Linked DNA regions of Anas platyrhynchos: regions 1 and 2 are each linked to region 3. The links are chromatin contacts, called in public Hi-C maps. All regions are on one chromosome and are shown on one strand. The core of a region is the stretch at or near the end of the contact, and the rest is flanking DNA. Distances in the headings are between cores, read along the strand shown. Region 1 holds the start of PSME3IP1 (proteasome activator subunit 3 interacting protein 1). Region 2 overlaps NDRG4 (NDRG family member 4). Region 3 overlaps NLRC5 (NLR family CARD domain containing 5).

Evidence for each region. A called contact is a pair of places that touch in the nucleus more often than the background predicts.
Region 1: a contact with region 3 is called in a Hi-C map of liver, with 2.1 times the contacts expected there. The contact joins the promoter of PSME3IP1 here to the enhancer-like site in region 3. A contact is called at or near these places in 3 of 8 Hi-C or Micro-C datasets (liver, skeletal muscle and subcutaneous adipose tissue).
Region 2: a Hi-C map of skeletal muscle shows a contact between it and region 3, with 3 times the contacts expected there. The contact joins two enhancer-like sites. A contact is called at or near these places in 3 of 8 Hi-C or Micro-C datasets (liver, skeletal muscle and subcutaneous adipose tissue).

Annotation. Positions count from the first base shown.
Region 1 is chr12:11,639,097-11,643,024 of IASCAAS_PekinDuck_T2T, reverse strand. It overlaps PSME3IP1 (proteasome activator subunit 3 interacting protein 1), which reads left to right and starts at 1,728. Exons shown (of 7, transcript XM_072043985.1): 1 at 1,728-1,880. It overlaps RSPRY1 (ring finger and SPRY domain containing 1), which reads right to left and starts at 1,675. Exons shown (of 17, transcript XM_027465858.3): 1 at 1,527-1,675.
Region 2 is chr12:11,456,713-11,460,727 of IASCAAS_PekinDuck_T2T, reverse strand. It overlaps NDRG4 (NDRG family member 4), which reads right to left. Exons shown (of 17, transcript XM_038185450.2): 8 at 3,766-3,852; 9 at 3,576-3,632; 10 at 3,129-3,232; 11 at 2,818-2,874; 12 at 2,672-2,723; 13 at 2,063-2,110; 14 at 1,788-1,823; 15 at 1,542-1,593; 16 at 1,032-1,070; 17 at 1-304. The coding sequence ends at 150. Among named protein-coding and RNA genes, the nearest start is that of GFOD2, 14 kb to the left of the region's middle. Within about 2 kb of position 1,652, at least 1 of the 8 cell types and tissues checked has an H3K27ac peak or open chromatin away from gene starts, as enhancers often do.
Region 3 is chr12:11,558,121-11,562,102 of IASCAAS_PekinDuck_T2T, reverse strand. It overlaps NLRC5 (NLR family CARD domain containing 5), which reads right to left. Exons shown (of 48, transcript XM_013099982.5): 34 at 3,492-3,572; 35 at 2,825-2,908; 36 at 2,346-2,429; 37 at 1,590-1,673; 38 at 880-963; 39 at 704-787; 40 at 1-5. Among named protein-coding and RNA genes, the nearest start is that of CPNE2, 13 kb to the left of the region's middle. Within about 2 kb of position 1,777, at least 2 of the 8 cell types and tissues checked have an H3K27ac peak or open chromatin away from gene starts, as enhancers often do. A contact at or near this core is called in subcutaneous adipose tissue, where this site is marked.

The DNA.
Region 1 (3,928 bases), core at 479-2,978, 81 kb before region 3:
GAATCTCAGGAGACTGTTTAGATGAGAAGGAGAGACAGCGAGCAGCAATCATATAGCTCCATCTGTGCTGCACACACAGAGAGATACCAGGACAAACACACAACCTATTCAGTTGGACTTGTACATCAGAACAGATAACTGACTGAGGTACAAAGCAATAACAGAAATTACCTAAAGGAGGGAACAGACACCCAGGTGCCATCAGGACAGAGGAACTCTTGCTGAGTGTGCTTCAGCAGACAAGAACAAAGCCATATGCAAAACCACTCATAGAAGAAGAGGCCAGATATAGATCAGAGCAAAGAACAGATCAATTATTTGCCTTTGGATGAACCTAAAAAAAACAAACACTTAACAGCATCCTAAATTCTGAAAAATGATCGGCAAGTTTTGAGAACGCATGGTCCTCACAAACTTCACAGCCAAGGACACGTGCCCAACAGTAGACAAAAAGCTGAGAGGGTATTTCAGATTACTTGGTGGTGGTGAGAATAACTACTGAGACAAACATACGTGGGTCTTCATGTGACAGTAGTGTCAGGGCACTGATCAGGATGGGTATGTAGAAAACGATGAGTAAAGTAGAACTGAACTGAGGATCGGCATAAGAAAAAAAATAATGGAAAACAGCACTGCTGGCAGAGGACAGGCAGAAGTTAAAGACCTAAGACAAAACCATTGCAGAGCGGAAAAAAGCCTCCTGTATCAAGGGTAACAAATGCTGACATGAACATAAAAGGAAAAAATAAATCAACATTCAGAAAGCAGTGAGGTGTCTGGAAGGCTAGAGACATTCAGAAGAAGGCAGCTCTTACGCCTTGTGCTTCCCACAGCCCAGAGCCCCTGGGGGAGATGCTGAGGGACCCCACTGAGCGCCCAGATAACGATGGGGCTGGGGTGGCCGCTGAGAGCGAGGCTTGGTGACACCAGAACGGGAAGACCAGACACCAACACCGGGGAGGAACCTACCTGGCAGGGGCACCGCACCTACGGGCATGAAGATGGGAGGCAGAGCAGCTGCAAAAGGGCTGAAAACGAAGGCGGGCGGGACAGGAACCAGCGGGGCACAACGGGGATTACCGGCGGAACGGCTGCACGGGGCCGGGTAACGGGCAGCGCCGGGCACCGAGCCACGGCCACAGCCCAGCCGCTGCCCCCCGGGGCTGTACCGGAGGGGCCCCGGGTTTCCCCCCGCGGTGCCGGTGCGGGGCTCTGGGCTCCGCGGCCTCACGCCACCGGCACGGGCGTTCCCGTCGCTTCCTGCCGGCCACCGGCGGGGCCTCGGGGCGGGGCTCCCGCAACCGGGGAGCCCACAACCGGGCCCGGCCCTACCGAGCACCCCCCCCAAAACCACCACCTCCTCCCGTTATGGCCGGGCAGCCCGTCCCGCCCCGAGGTGCCCTTCCCCAAGCGGGAACCGACGGGGCAGCGCCCTCCCGGTGCCAGCCTCGCGGTATCGGCCTCCCCCCACCCGGCCCGGCCCAGCCCTTACGGGACAGCCCCCGGTAATGGCGTGCGGTGCCCACCCGTAGCCGCCGTCCGCACCGTGCCCGCCGCAGGGCCCCGTGCAGGCGGCGCCGCTCCCTTTGTGCCGCGGCGGCGCGCGCTAAGATGGAGGCTGCCCCGCCCCCCCCGCCCCGCCCCGCCCCGCCCCGAGGCCCCGCCCCCCGCCGTTCCCTAGCAACCGGCCCCCGCCCCGCCCCCGTGTGACGTCACCCGCGCCCCCCTCCCTCCCCTCTGCCTCAGGAAGCGCTCCCCTGATTGGCCGCCGCTGGGGGCGGAAGGGGCGGGGCCTCGGGGCCGGGGGGGGGGCTGGGCCTGCTGCATGGCGCCGCTCGGGGCTCGGCCGCGCCGCTCGCTCTGACGGGGCCCGGGCACGGGCACGGGTACGGGAACGGGGGCGGAAGCGGGAATGGGAACGGGAACGGGGGGGGAGGGCCGGGAACGGGGCGCGGGGCCGCTGAGGGGCGGTCCCGGGAGCAGGCCCCGGGGGTGGGAGCAGGCTCGGGCCGTGTGAGGCGCTGCCCGGGGCTGGCGGCGCGGGGCCGGGGCGGCGGGGGGCTGCTGCGCTTCGTTTCTCTGGCGCTGTCACCGCTCTGTCAGGGCGTTTGGGTTCCTGTCCAAACGGGCAGGGTGAGGTGGGGTGAGTGGGGATGCGGGCTGCCTTGTTTGTGCGGTGTTTGAAGCCTTGTGCTGAGGGCCTGTGTTCAGGAGGGAGATCCAACCTTCACCTTCTCCAAAGGTTTCCAGTTCCAGCCACTGTCAGAAATGACGCTCTAAGAGCAGGTGTTCTGTGTGTTCTGGAAGCTGGACCCATCTTAGTAGCAGGTATTTGTCAGATACTCGGAAAAAAAAAGGCAAATCACCACCCCGTGGTCAGTCCTTCCTTGCCCCACTTCTTAAAAGAAAATCCTTTTTTGTCTCCTTTTGATAATTCCCACCTTAAAAATGCATCATGCATCTAACAAGTATTTGTACGGTGCTCCGACCTGGCTTTCTGAGATCTCAATTTTTTGTTTGTATTGCAAGCAATACCCCACAGAAGTGTCAGTTTTCGTGAGAATTTCAGGACTGCTTTCTGCTGGAGTGGGTTTGTTGTGGTGTGGAAGATGGGCGGTAAACTGGTTCCTTCTGTTATTTGAGTTACTGCATCCCGCCCTTCCTGGAAGAATAAATGGACTGGGTTCTCTTCCAGCGCTGAAATGCAAGCAGGGTGAGGTCCGAAATGGACAGTAATTAGCAGTGCGGGGGGCAATTATCTGTAGTCCTGAGGTACTTGTTGAAGTTACATCAAGGAAATATGAAGGAACTGGACAGTAACTGCGGTGTTAGCATGGCTTTGGCTGAATAGCTATTGGTACTGTGTTTATATTGTGCTTGCGTATAGGGGCGTGATGTAAGAAACAAGTTTTGTTCCTCCTCTAGTTTTTAGCATGGAGCTGCCAAAACAAATCTCGTCGGGAGCCACTTGAGTAGCACAAGCAGCTTGGCCTTACTTCATCCTGGGGTTGTGGATCTTAAGACCTCGTGTTTCCTTCCTAGGCTGATTCCTTGGTGCATCTCCACCCTGGGCCTAGTCCTTGGGTATCAGGAGCTCAAAGCAAAGGAGGGGGTGCAGCATGTGAAGAGTCTGTCCGGATTTCTAATCCCAGCCGCATTTTAGCCCAAGGGCATTCCCTCCCTCACCTGTTGAGCACCGTAGACCTGACACAGGTTGGTCTCACCCCCTGCTCCCTGCTAGCTCCCCCAGTGCAGTGTGGGCAGGTCTGGCTCCAGGGACCCTGCTTCACAAATTTGTTTTCTGCACTGCCTGCATTCTGCTGGTGAGCTGTCGGAGCACGGGAGGGTGCCTGCAGCCGTGCCTGGGATGGGCTTGGACTGGGGCACGTCCACATGCTCTTCAGGGATGATGTGCACAGTCTGTGTGATGCAGAGCTGCAGGGTGCTTTTGAAGATCAGGAAGTTTAGTTGGTAATTGCTGAAGTCTCACTGTTAAGCTCTTAGAAATGTGAAATATGTTCATGTATTGAATTCCTTGAAAATAGGCAAGCGTTCTCAAGTTTTCACGGGATGAGTGAAAGGAATTCATGTAACAAATGTCGTATCCTTTCCTTGGAGTAGAGGGGTATAAGAACTGAAATTAAAGGAGTGGGGATGTGGGTTTCTGTAAATTTATTTTTTAAACAAGGTAAATCCAAGGCGGTGTGGGGAAAATTACATTGAAATAGGACTTCTGGAAAGGTGGCCTGAGGCAGACAACTAACAGGAAAGATGTAATTAGCAGAAAGAGTAAAGAAGGAGTAATAGGTGATGCCATCAGCCTTAGGTGCTATCACTCATGCAGTTAGTGCTTATCTCAGTCGGCACTTACTGTCTTCAGCCAGCTGCAGTTTTATTCATCCTCTAATTTTATTTGTCTATAAAGTGT
Region 2 (4,015 bases), core at 403-2,902, 100 kb after region 3:
TGTGGGGGGAGGCCAACAGCAAAGAAGATGAATCCACCCCAAGGGAGTGAGGGCCCTGGCAGAGGTCGTCTGCGGGGCGGGTGAGTGCTGGCGGGATGCTGACGGATGGGAGATGGCTCTGGAGGAAACGGCGGCGGCGGCCGTGGGCCTCAGCACGATACCTCCATGGTGTGGTTGATCTGCCCCATGGCCTCGGTGCTCTCCGAGTGGGTACAGGCACGTGGGCGGGCGCCATCCACCGAGCTGGCGCTGGTGAGGGAGGCTGTGCGGGAGCGTGCCAGGCGGGTCATGCTGGCGGATGGCACTGCACGGGCACAGAGAGAGAGGGCCTGGGTGCTCGGCTCGCTCCGAGGTCCAGAAGGAAACAGAGCTGACATTACCTCACGCAAGCAAAGCCGCTGGTGGGGACGCAGGTCCCGCTCCCCAATGCAAACGGCCCCCGGCGCAAGCTCGCGGCATGCAGTGCTACAACAGGAGAAGCTCCAGGCTGACGACAGGACGGGGGGCAGGATGGGGAGCCCTGGGGCAGGCTGCACACCAGGCACAGCTGGTAAAGCTCCTGGGCGGGTGGCCACCGGGAAGGAGGCCAGAGGAAGCCCCGAGAGGCCTCAATGCTCCAGGGAGGGTGTAAGTGGGGATGGGAGCTCTCCTGGCTGCCCAGGGTGGCTGGGGGAGGTGAGGCCCTCCTCCAGGCAGGGTGGCACAGCTCCTGTCCAGCTGGAAGAGGGCACGGTGGGCATGCTGCTGAGACCGTGCCTGCATGGGGATACTTCTCTGAATGCCAGTTCTCAGCTCTCAGCCCCGGCTCAGGGTGTGAGGCAGAGCGTGGGGACAGCCCATCATCTCGAGCAAAGCAGAGCGAGACAGAAGATGCCTGGCTGGGAAGGGCCAGCTCTGTACCCAGACTGCTCCCAAAGGTGCCCGGGCAGCTTTGGGGACGCCGGCCAGCAGGAGTGTCCTGCCACGGGGGGCTCAGGGCCAGGAGGGCACCATGCAGTGGTGGGCACGGGCCGAGCAGCACTGAGCGGTACCTGTGCCTCCACTCAGCCTCCGATCCTTCAGGTGGGCGACTGGCGGGGCAGGACAGGGGCAGGGAGGGCAGAGAAAGAACGTCAGCCATGCCGGTGGCTCCGTGGGGCCAGGAGTCCCCGCCTGGCCCCACAAATGTGTGCACACAGACCTGTAGGTGTGCACATGGACCTGCACACACACACACGGGAACTCTCCACACCCATGTGCAAACACAGCCCCTGCTCACACATCCACACACACACATGTAGGTACACACCCATAGAGACCCTGCTCACACACCTACACACACACACACAGCCCTGGCACACGCAGAGCCTGCGTGCTCCACACCCCAAGCACACGCACGGGCACCTTGTGCAGCCACACGTGTAACGCTACCGATGCACACGCAGCCCTCCAGCAGGGCACACGCGGGTGCCAGGCTCTTCTGCGGCAGGGGCTGCACACACACGCACACGCATGTGCACGCACACGCCCAGGCCAGCCCTGTGCCCAGCCCTGGCACTCACTGTAGCCCATGCCTTGCAGGAAGTACTTGAAGGCTTCAGTCAGCTTGCCGGGCTGCGGGGAGAGAGCAGGAGGAGCTGAGGCAGCAGCAGGGCTGAGATCCCCACCCAGGCCCAAGCCACCTCCTCTATCCCCCACGCAGGACTCCTGTGCCCACGTCAGCCCGTTCCCTGCTAGCCAGGGACAGCACCAGTCCGTGCCTCAGGGCCCAGTACACGCAGCTGACTGAGGAAACTGGGGAGGCTCACCTGTGTGACCTGGGGCAGCCCACCAGAGTCTGCCATCTGCAGAGAGAAGGCGCTGGTTAGTTTGGGGATGCCTCTTACCCCCACCCTGTCCTCTATCCACCACTGGCAGGATGCTGCTGCCAAGGCCACCCCGCTCTCCCCACTCACCCCAGCCCCACAGCCAGGACAAACCTGTGACAGGGAGACGGGGACACCCTGCAGTGCTGGGGCTCAAGGTGACAGGGCACTGCACATGCAGCGGGAGCCACCCTGCTGCCCCTCTGCCACCCGCTTACCTTCAGGAAGGTGGTGTTGGTGGGATCCAGCTTGGAGTTACAGTCCACCTGCGGGTGAGAGGGACGGTATGAGCACCCTGGGGTGCCCTGAGCCTGGCAGAAGTTGCCCATGGATATCACAACTGATCCCTGACACTGCGACCAGCACATCCCACAGCAGGCAGGGTGCTGGGTGAGCTCTGAGCCCCCTGACACCACCACCACCTGCTGTGGGACGTAAGGGACCTTCCACTTCCACAGTGTCTGGGCAGGATGGACCATCCCCACCTCAAGTGAGGGGCTGGAGAGGGAGGGGTGTCTCGTGAGGCACCCGTGTGTGCCCACGTGTCTACAAGCACATACACACACGTAGATGTGCTGGAGGGGGGTGCACACACAGTTACACACGTGTACAAGCATGGCCACCTGCACAGTACCTGCAGCTGATTGTGCAAATGTTGACCATGCGGGCACGTGCAAGCACACACGTGTGCAAGCAGCATTTTGGGTGCACGGAGTGCTCCTGCACGTGGCAGTTTCCAGGTCTGAGCAGTGCACAGGAGCGTGCCCACACAGGGGAACCATCCCTTCGCCACCCTGCAGGCACCACAGCCCCACGCCCTCACTCACCACCCCTTCTTCAGCAGGCGCGTTGTCCCCCACCACCAGCATCACGGGGCAGCTGGAAGTGAGAGGAAAGGGCAAAGGGCATGGTCAGGGCTGGTGCTGGGCTCTGCCACCCTGCATCCCCCGCGCTGTGCCAGAGCGACTCTTACCGCAGAGTCTTGGCGTTGGGCACAGTCCCAGGCCGGTTGATGTCCAGGTCCCTGCGGCTGGCAGAGAAGAAGGAGAGAGCCAGTGTGAGTCCTTAGGCAGGCACTGCCATGGACATCATAGCACAGAGCTGGGGCACCGCTCTGGGAAAGCGTCTCTCAGCCCCAGCGTCCCAGCACCCTGCGATCCCTGCTGCACCCCCGAGCCCTGAGCAGAGCCCACACCATGGGATGCAGCACTCAGTGGAGCAGCAACTCCCTCCACATGCACACCGCTGCTGCAGTTCATCAGCATGGCAAAGGCGGCCACTCACCTGTTGTACATGTTGAGGAATAGCTGGAGGTTGAACTGGTTGACCACACTGCCGATCTGCTGCCGGTAACTCTGCACCAGCTCTGTGTTGTTCACCAGCTCCTCCTGTGCCAACAGGGGACAGAAAATCAGGGCAGAGGCTGCTAGGTGCTGTGGAGCCCTTCTGCTCTCCCAGGCCTGCCCGTGCCTTGCCCGCTGACGGAGCAGAGCAAGAGGATGCTGTGGGCAGCGTGCCTGGGCAGGACACAGGTCACACATGGCATCAGCTGGGGCTGAGCCCTGGATCAAGCAGGAGGCATGCGAGCAGGACTTCTCCAACCTCATCCCCGGGTCTGGGTCAGGTCTGGTGGCACCACAGCACCCAGCACAGGGGGCAGGGCACAGCCACGTGGCCAGGATGCTGGGCAGGGGGCACAGTGGGGGACAGGGCAGGGTGGGCAGCCCTTACCTGGCTGAAGAGGTGTGACAGGACTGTGTCCGGCAGCGTGCTGGTGAGGCCCGAGAGCTGTGGAGGGAACACGAGGAGTTGTTGTCCCACCGTGGCTGGCTCCTGCCCTGGCCCCGTAGGGTGGCACAGGATGGGGACCCCGAGCCCCAAGGAGCCGCCAGGGCTTGGAGGGGTTTGGGGCTGTGCCCACCTTGGCAGCTGCCCAGTCAATCCAGCCTTTGCCGTTGGGGTCGATGTTCATGAGGACCAGCCCTTCAACCAGGTCAGGGAAGATGAGCTGCACCAAGCAAGAGAGGTGATGCTCAGCAGGAAGGAGCAATGCGCCCACCAGCATCACTGCCCATCGCGTGGGCACCGCAGCCAGGCCAGGGACATCCCCAGGAGCCCTGGGATCAGGGGCGGCACAGGGCAAAGGGGGCTGACATGGTGGGACGGGAGAC
Region 3 (3,982 bases), core at 528-3,027:
CTAGACTTTAAAGAGGAGAAAAAAGGTTGTGTTGCAAAGGAAAATCCCAAGCACCACAGTATGACATCTTATTTAATGTCTCCCATCTGCTGGATGATAGCTCTGACTTTGACAGGAGAATAAAAGAGCTGCTTGTCTTAACTCTCTCATGAAAGACTTGAAGCTGTTAATGAGGCATTAAAAAACTACAAACAGCAATCAAAATCACTAGATCTTGCTAATGGGTAGAAAATTACTTCAGCCAGAATCCCAAAACACAGCTGGCTGTAATCTTCCAAACCACTACGGTCGAGGAGGGACAGGACCTGGGTAGAAAGAAGGGGGTCAAAAAAGCAGAGCAAGCCTGGGGTTGGCTCTAGATTCAGATATTTTCAGAACAGGGAACAGCTTGGTTTGAGGTTCTCTCAGGAGAAAAGGGGGACTCCGGCCCTGTTCTAAACAGGGTTTTCAGAAAATATTTAAACCCAGATGCTAAATTTAACACATTTTCTATGTAACTGCAGCAGAATGACATTAGACCAAACTCTCACCTTCCCAACATCAGGCTCTGATTTACCTCAAACCCCAGCTACCTCATACATGAGCATTTTGTAACCTCTTTGCTTTCACTACATCGTGTATGAGCACATCTGGATCTCTCCAAATGTTGTCACTAGGGGTCACCACTCTGCTGATGTGAGATTGTAAGAAAGACAGAACTTACTTGATTTCTTCCATGCAGTGCATGTTCCTCAAGGCTTCTGCGAGTCTGGAGCAACCATCATTACCGATACTGTTATGGTTCAAGCTGGAAAGGACATCCCCAGGAGAAAGGACATCAAGCTCGTGTTATTCAATACCAGAAGATGGGCTAGAGGTGAGCTGCAGTCACATACTTACATTAGCCTTTTCAGAGATGGCATTTTACAGAGGCCCAGCACAAGCATAGGAATGGCCGCATCACTGAGTTTCATGTGGCCCAGGCTAAAAGACAAAATAACACAGGAACAACTAATTACCCACGGGCAGCTATGAAAGCATTTAGAACAGAAGACAGCAGTACAAGGGCAAAGAGAAATAGGAGTGTATTCTAGTCCTTGTGAGTAGTTTTCAATTTTGTTCCCTAAAACAATTCTACTGGATGCTTTTGGATGCTGATAAAACACCAAGAATCCTAAATCTCTGGAGCAGGGTGCCACCGTGCCCACAATATGGCAAAGCCCTTGTGGTCCAGGGGCGCTTTGTAACAGAAGGATGCCTCACATGTAGGTGCCTGGAAAAGCCACTTCTGCATGCAGGCCACCAGATCATCCTCCAGGAGCAAACTGTTAGCTCTGGAACTGCCACGCTGGAATCACTGCCTCCCAGCAAATACCAGCTACCAAAACACTTGATTTCTTCACTCGATGTTCCTTGCCCCAGACCACTGATCTCTGTTTCTCCTATCCATCCTTCACTGCATATAAAAGGGTGTTGTTGCTTTTTCCCTATCTGAAGTCCTCTAGCCATACAGAAAACTATGTCTGTACATAGTACAAACAGGAGAGTGTGTAGTTTAACTACAGCTTTGAGAAAGACCTGGCAGACACTGGACAGCCTGGTACACTCACCTGAGCTCTTCAATGGCCTGGCACTTCTGCAAGCCTGTGATCAAGTAATCAATCCCAGTTGGCATAATACTGCAAGAGGTCAGCCTGAGAAATAGCGAAGATTAGATAAGAAGGTCAGTTCTCAGCACAGCGAGAAAAGGGAGTTTACTTCACTGACAAGCCTGCTGTCCCATTCCAAACTCTGGCCAGCAGAGGGACCAATATCAGGGACCAATGAGTTTGGAGAGAATTCCCCATCTCCAGTGTACAGGACTATGAGGAGTGGGTAGTTCAGAGAGATCTCTAAGACACAGGATATACACGTGCAGACCATCTCTGGGCTAACCAATCCCCCCAGCATTCTACTGGACAGAGATACCCTTTATAAGCTTGCCTCTCATTTATGAACTTGCAGCAGACAGTTGAAGAGGGCTGTGAAAAGGACTGAATGATACTCATACCAGAAAAATCTTTTACATAGTAGGGCAGTATAAAATTACGTACAACGTAAACAAAAGCCAAGGTCTCCATCTTAAGCCACTTTCATTTGCCAAAAGGAAAAGAGGAAAACCTTGAAACATGCAAATGATGGCTCTACAACCACTCACAACACAGGCTACACAGAGCTGTTGAGTTCACAAGCTAGACATAGCGCAGCAGAGATCACAAAGCTCATGGCCATATTCCAGAAAAAGCGATTCAGAGAGCATCAGGGTCAGACGCACAGGGCTGAGCAAACCATAAAGCATAAAGAAGCGACCACAGATGGGGACATACTCAAACTTCTTCAGCTTTGGAAGAGGTAGCAAAACTGTGACTAGAATTTTTGTGTCATCATCGTGGAGTTCAACATGAGACCATCTGCAAGAACAGAACAACAGATCTGAGCTGATGATCCACTGGTGACAAAAGGTTTGTACCAAGCCTACAGCTAAAGCACCCCAGTGCTGGGACACTCAAGAATTGTCAAGATATTGACACTTGACATGGTCCCAGTGTATCTCCCAGTCATGATGGGAGAGCACAGATTAGTTGGTTACAGGGGAGATTTAGATGCCTTCACGGGATACCCCAGGAAACCATGAGGTTTATGGGTCTTTTCTGTTTCCCATTCAAACACTCAAGGTAGGGGATCCAGAGGGTAGGGACTGTTACCTTGCACTGGCCTCTCCCCGACCCACTGTGTGCCCTCACAAACAGAAAAAGAAAAGCTACTCTCTTCCCCCAAAAATCATCTGTGATGCCTGGCAACTCACCTCAGTTCCTGAAGCTGGATGCATTTTTCAAGAACCCTTTGATAGAAGCAAGCACGCTTGATTTCTGGCTCATGGAGATTCAATCTGCAGGTTACAAACACACACAAGTTAACAGGGATGATCAGCAATTCCCATGGTTATACACAGCCTTCCCACTGCAGCAGCTGGTGCCCTTTATGGCCAAGCTTAGGAACAGATCAGGGCTTGGGAAATGCCCTCTCCAGACTCTCCTGTGTCTTGTCTACACCACAGTCTAGCACAGTGAAACACAGCCCTCCCCAACTGCACAAGATCAGTGCTGCCTTCTTCAGCTACACAAAGGGAAGAAGACACTGATGCTGTTCTTGTCCTACAAGTTCATGCAGAAACCAGCATGTTGTAACGGTCTCTGAAGTGCTCAAGTCTTCTGAGCAAGCACCCCTGGTCCTGCAGGGAAGATAGAAGATTTTTATAGCCTTAAGTAGTTCCAGTATGGGTGTCCTGCAAATCACGTGTGCACAAATAAGGTTCCTCTGCCTTTCAGAACACCATAGAGGTGTTCTGAACACCATAGAGGTGTTCTGAAACTGAATGTATGGAGATGAGAGCCTCAGACACTCTGAAGATATTTTTCATCCCATGGTGAGCAGCAGAACAAGTGGAAAATGACAAATAGATGCTTTCTCACCTGCTAACGACTGATTCCACCTTCTCCAGGCAGCATGGGAAGCTTACGCCTAATTGGAAGAGGCTTTTATCTTTACATATCCTGGAAGATAGAGATTAGAGAACATCATAAACCTGTGCACTCTTGAGGGAGCAAATCATGTTTTAAAGAAGAAAAACAGAGCACGGGATGGGACAAGACTATGCTGCTATATGAATGCTAACCATGCATTTCCAAACAGGTTTGCAATGTTTAAACTAAAAAAACAGCCTCTAATTGTAAATGAGCCAGTCCATGGGCAGCATAGGTCACAGAGCTGCTTCCTATGGCCCTGTTCTGTGACTGGATCCTTTGATGTTCAAGTACACCACAAGCTCGGTCAGCAGCTTTTTCTGTGATGGGGAGAGCACACCTCTGCTGCATGAATTCTCTGTGCCCAATACAAACTACATATCTGGACATCCCCTCTCCCAAGGGAGACCAAGAACAGGGCCTCCTTTCCACTGAACCTC